Linked DNA regions of Mus musculus: region 1 is linked to region 2. A link is a contact called in public HiChIP or PLAC-seq data. All regions are on one chromosome and are shown on one strand. Each heading gives the region's core, a stretch centred on a gene start, on an enhancer-like site or on the middle of the called end of the contact. The rest is flanking DNA. Distances are from core to core; before and after follow the strand shown.

What was found. HiChIP or PLAC-seq counts read pairs in DNA pulled down with a chosen protein or histone mark.
Region 1: an H3K27ac HiChIP or PLAC-seq map of regulatory T cell precursor shows a contact between it and region 2, with 2.5 times the contacts expected there. The contact joins two enhancer-like sites. A contact is called at or near these places in 4 of 115 datasets of contacts at active chromatin or transcription factors (bone marrow-derived macrophages, embryonic stem cells, regulatory T cell precursor and 1 more) and 1 of 9 other capture datasets (liver).

The regions. Positions count from the first base shown.
Region 1 is chr12:110,502,127-110,504,941 of GRCm38.p6, reverse strand. All of the region lies in intron 3 of Ppp2r5c (protein phosphatase 2, regulatory subunit B', gamma), which reads right to left. Among named protein-coding and RNA genes, the nearest start is that of Gm19605, 18 kb to the right of the region's middle. Within about 2 kb of position 1,426, at least 182 of the 459 cell types and tissues checked have an H3K27ac peak or open chromatin away from gene starts, as enhancers often do. A contact at or near this core is called in regulatory T cell precursor and thymic regulatory T cells, where this site is marked.
Region 2 is chr12:110,757,839-110,760,755 of GRCm38.p6, reverse strand. All of the region lies in intron 1 of Wdr20 (WD repeat domain 20), which reads right to left. Among named protein-coding and RNA genes, the nearest start is that of Wdr20, 21 kb to the right of the region's middle. Within about 2 kb of position 1,650, at least 45 of the 459 cell types and tissues checked have an H3K27ac peak or open chromatin away from gene starts, as enhancers often do. A contact at or near this core is called in regulatory T cell precursor and thymic regulatory T cells, where this site is marked.

The sequences.
Region 1 (2,815 bases), core at 177-2,676, 260 kb after region 2:
CAGTGACCCTATTAACACTTTTGTCAAACTGACAGCCAGGAATCTCAGCCCTGCCTTCTTACAGCCTCTGATTCAAGGCTGGCCTCCTCACTCCCAGGCAGTCTGGGAAGCCCACCAGGGGCTTCTCAGTGACACGCTTGTGCTGGTGGGGCTGACTCAGAGCCTGCAGAGGGCTGTGAGAGAGGGCACAGGAGGGCAGCTAGGCTTGTTAACATCTGACTTCACACCTCAACAGTCTGGCCACACAACTACTTGGGGGCAATGTTGAGGCCCAGACAGTCATCCAGAAATGGAAGCGCCGGCAGTCAGGCTCCGTTAAGTGGGGCTAGTGATTTTAGTATGTTGTAGACCCAGGCCAAGCATTCACACCCCTCACCTTGTTCAAGACCCATAGCTCTTCTGCAGGGAGCCACTTCCGTGGTCATTTTGTGGAGCACCAACATACTCGGTAACCTGCTCGGGGCCACACTAGTTAAGGGTTCATGAGCAAAAGCTGCACCAGCAGACAAAGGCTGGAGGCAGGACCAGTTGGCTCTGCAGTCTGACCCTGCAGGCCAGTGTGACTCCTGGGACAGGCACCCCTGCGTTGAGGCCCCCCGTGTGAGGGAGGCTGAGGAGCTGTCCTCAGAGCAGCATTCGCAGGCTGAACCCGACCTCTCGGTCCCGAAGGCCCTGCTCCAGCCGCTTGCCAACCCTCCTCTGAGTCTCTCACCACAGCACCAAGGCCAGGCCTTTGCCCGAGTTCTCCTTCCAGTGGACACACTTTTGACTAAGTCCCAGCCTAAGCAACAGTAACCCAAGAAATCAGAGATTTAATGTGCTAATTACACACCGTCACATTTGTTAGTGTATAATTACTAAACAAAATAACATTCAACTATGAATCACTTCAAAATCTTCTCTGGTGTTGCCAACTGTGGTGCATGCTGACCACATCTGGAGGCCCTGTGGCCATCCCACAGGACAGAGGAGAGGGTACCACAAATCATCCTCACTTTGGTTAATTACTCAGCCAAGTGTGCAGTTCGGGTTTCCAGCCGTCCACTCAACAAGGAAAAAGAACGTGACTTTAATGCCCATGGTTATGTTCTTTTTTTCTACTGGGAAAACAGACTGATTGACAGACAGACAGACAGACAGACCAATTGACCAAGCAAGTGACCCTTTCCTCCCAGCCTTTGCTGACCCTTGCCAGCTATGGTGGCTTGAGTAAGAATGGCCAACACAGGCTCATGTGTTTGCATGCTTAGTCCCTAGCTGATTAGGGCTGTGTCCTTTCTGCAGTGGGTGTGTCCATGTTGGAGGAACTGTGTCACTTGGGAGTAGGCTCTGAGGTTTCAAAAGCCCACGCTAGGCCCAGTCTCACTGTGCCTGTGAACCAGGAAGTAGAGCTCTGAGCAACCGCTCCAGTCCCATGATGATAGTGGGCTAACTCTCTGAAACTGTGAGCCAGCCCTCATTACATGCTTTCCTGTGTAAGAGTTGTGGTGGTGGCCGTGGTGTCTCTTCACAGCAACAGAATACGAAGACAGCAGCGTTGGAAGTAAGATGAAGGACTAAAGATCCCAGTGTTAGACTCTCTCTGTGGGTCCCAGGCCCCAGGTTCTATAAAGCTTCACTTCTGAATGTACACCGTATGATTGCAGCTCAGATAAGAACATTTCTGTATGGATGTTAACAATAGGCAAATTCATTCTCTTACTTTAGGAACATTCTAAAGGGATAGTGTGTGTGTGTGTGTGTGTGTGTGTGTGTGTGTGTGTGGTGTGTGTGTGTGTGTGTGTGTGTATCTCCCATCTTACAGACAATGGACTCACAGTTGCATCCCCACACCTCCAATGCCATAAAACAAGAACAAAACAACCAACAACCAAACAAAATCCAACCAAACTCCACTCAAATGTGAATCAGTTCTGTACTCTGTCCAGTTCCTCCGTTAGGACACTGCTGCTGAGCTCAGCATGGTGGAGCACGCCTGCAGTCTCAGTACTCAGCGTGAGGACAGGAGGGCAGGGTCATCTTGGACATTTCCAAGACCAGCCCAGACCACTTGAGACTGCCACTCATCGATAGCTTTGTGCAGATGTTCTGATCGCTTCTGCCATATCAAATTCTCTTATGGAAGTAGCAAGAAAGTAACAAAATGTCCCACGCCTTGGTAAATGTGAGCTTTTTATACACATCAAGGCATTAATAGCAACGTAGCAAAGACAGCATTTCACTTGTGGTAAAACAAGTAAAACTAACAAATGAATAAAGGGAAACCAGTGCACATCTTCCCCACAGCTCAAGGGGCGATTCTCCCCAGGCTGTGAACATCCCTGGGAGAGTTCTCACCCTGTGCCACACGGCACCATCACCCCCGTGCCACACAGCTACTCCCCTGGCACCACTGCCATTTGCTGCTCACTTGAAACTGTTAACAGTACAAATGTGCTCAGAAATGTCTGACAAGTGAACACTCAAAGGAAAGCCCCGACAGACATACAACCAACCCCTTATCACCCACCCACCCACACTTCTCTGCCAGGCCCCCAACCATGTCCACCCTACAGAGGCCGCCCTGTAAGAATTCTCACCCTTGACTGGGCAGGCACTACAGCCTCAGGAAGGAGGGACAAACTGTAACTACGAAAGCCCAACTCAGCTTTTGGACAGCCTACTTGAAAACAACACACAAGGTTTTAAAGTTTCCACTCCTCATCTCCTTCCCAGTGCTGGCAGCAGGAGCTAATGGTTGCCTCTACCATTGATGGCCACCAAAGAACAGGCCACCTCAACTGGGCCATGAGATGAAGCTCAGTCAGATTTAGCT
Region 2 (2,917 bases), core at 401-2,900:
GCCTGTTGAAAATATATAAATGATAAAAAAAAGGTAAGATTTGAAACTAAGAATCAAAGTAAGCAAAATTACATTTTCTAGTCAGCTATAATTTACTGAACTTTATATAGTATAATTTTTGAAGATATAAAATAAACTCAGAAGTCAGATCTGTATAATACACCAACTTATCCATCAGTAAAAGTACAAGTTAATTTATAAAATGAAAACACTGAGTACCTCTATTACCATATGTGTTTCTGTCCACCCAACCCCCACCCTGCAGGGAGGTCATAACCTTAATCCATGACCCACCTTGCCTGACAGCAGATGATAAAACCCCTATTTCTGTTTTGTTTGAGACAGGCCGAGGGTGACCCTGAACCTCTGACCTTCCTGCCTCTGTCCCCCGAGCCCTGGGATGATGATGTGTCAGCCACATTCTGGAGGAGAGGCTGGTGAAGAATAGCATCAGACAGGCCTCGGTGGCTTTCCTTGCCTGGTTTACTAAAAGCCACCATGCCTAACACAATATATGATCTTCATAGAGCCCCCAAAGGAGCCAGATGTAGAGGTGTACATTTATATGCCCAGCTGCTTGGGAGGGCGATATGACAGGACCACTGAGTCAGTCCATAAGGTCAAGGCCAATCTGCAAAACAGTGAAAATAAAATCCAGGTATGGCAGGCCATGTCCAGAAGCCCACCACTAGGGAGACTGGAACAGAAGAACTATCAGAACCAGGGTAACCTGGGCTACACAGTAAGACCCTGTCTCAAAAAACCACAATTAACATAGTGGTGCAGACCTGTAATCCCTGCCTTCAAGAGGCTAAGATGGAAGGATGACTGAAGGTTGCAGGCTAGCCTGGGGTACATATTAAATTTCCAATCCAGTGAGACACTAGCTCAAAAACAGCAGCAGGAGCAGCAACAGCAACAAAATCAGTAAGCAGTAACAATAACAAGTACTGAAGACAAAACAAAACAAAACCCAAGGCCAGGGTTCAGAGGGCATCTGGAGGCTTACAGGCAAACAAGAACACTGACACAAAAGGCCCTGCCTGGGCTTAGCCCCCTTCCAGACCTCATCTATCTGCTTACCTGTATCCCTTAAAGTATTGTTTACAGAGCCAGTGAGGTGGCTCGGCAGGTAAGGGCACCTGCTGCCAAGCCTGACAACCTGAGGTCAATCCCCATACACGGACTCCACAAGTTGTCTGACTTCCACATGCTTGCCAATGGCAGACACTCACCAACAAAACAAATAAATGTAAGTAGAGAAATTTTAATCCTTTAAAACAGATTGGCAAATATTGAAAACAGTGTTTTCCTAAATTCTATGAGCCACTTAAGAAAAACCAACCTGGGAGAGTGTTAAGGAAATCTCAATGTGCAGGCAACTCATCAGAAGCTCTGGCTGACTTGACCTGGGCCTGAGATGGGCTGAGTCTTCAAGCCCTAGCCGCTGATGCTAGATCACTCAGAGGTATGAAACCAACTAGATTAAAGGGCACCCAGCAGCTAAGAGTCCACTCCTCAGAACTGTTTGTGGATAGAGAAATACACTTTTTGCAGTTACAGAAGACTTCTGTGTTGACTACTGTGGTTTGAGAACAGGAAATAGATTTGGTTTTCCCATACAGCAGCCTGTATTATGTGATATCATAAATGTGAAAATGCAGCTGGCAATATGACTTCAAAGGCCCGTCTCATCTCCTAACTCTGACACAGTCCAAGTGAGTGACTATTAAGAAAAGGAGTGTCGCCGGGCGTGGTGGCGCACGCCTTTAATCCCAGCACTTGGGAGGCAGAGGCAGGTGGATTTCTGAGTTCGAGGCCAGCCTGGTCTACAAAGTGAGTTCCAGGACAGCTAGGGCTATACAGAGAAACCCTGTCTCAAAAAACCAAAAAAAAAAAAAAAAAAAAAAAAAAAGAAAAGGAGTGTCAGCCGGGCGGTGGTGCCTTTAATCCCAGCACTCGGGAGGCAGAGGCAGGCGGATTTCTGAGTTCCAGGCCAGCCTGGTCTACAGAGTGAGTTCCAGGACAGCCAGGGCTATACAGAGAAACCCTGTCTCAGGGGAAAAAAAAGAAAAAGAAAAGGAGTGTATGTCCCTGATTTTTAGGAAAAGGCCCGGGGCTGGTTAAGAGCACCACCTGCTCTTCCAGAGGTCCTGAGTTCAATTTGCAGCAACCACATGGTAGCTCACAATGGGATCTGCCCTCTTCTGGCCTGCAGACACACATTCAGGCAGAACACTGTATACATACCAAATAAATAAATCTTAAAAAAAAAAAATTTCTTTTTCATTTCCTTTCTTTGAGATAAGGCCTTACTGTATAGCCCTGGCTGGCCTTGAACTCACAGAGGTCTGCCTACCTTTGCCTCCCAGGTACAGAGATAAAGGTACATCCCATCATAGCTAATGTTTCTCTGCTTTGATTTTTGAGGCAGTGTCTTACAATGCAGCCCAAGCTATCTTAGAATGTATTCAGCCTATGGTGACTTTGAATTCTTGATCCTTCTACTTCAGCTTCCCAAGTGCTGGGGTTACAGGTGTGCACTATCAAAACAGCTACATATTTAAAAACTGGGTGCCAAGGTGCAAAGATACTAATGTGGTTCAAAGTTTTTATAGTCTGGCAGTTTTTTAAACAAATAGCCAGGCATGGTGGCGCACACCTTTAATCCCAGCACTGAAGAGGCAGAGGCAGGTGGATCTCTGTGATTTTTGAGACCAGCCTGGTCTACATAGTTCTAGGATAACAAGAGCTACATAGTGAGACCCTGTCTCAAAACAAACAAACAAAATATGTATAGGAGGTTTGCCTGCATATATGTATGTGCATCATATGCATGCCTGGTGCCCTAAGAGGGCAGAAGGAGGGAATTGTATCCCCTGGAACTGGAGTTACAGACACTTGTGGGCTGCCATGT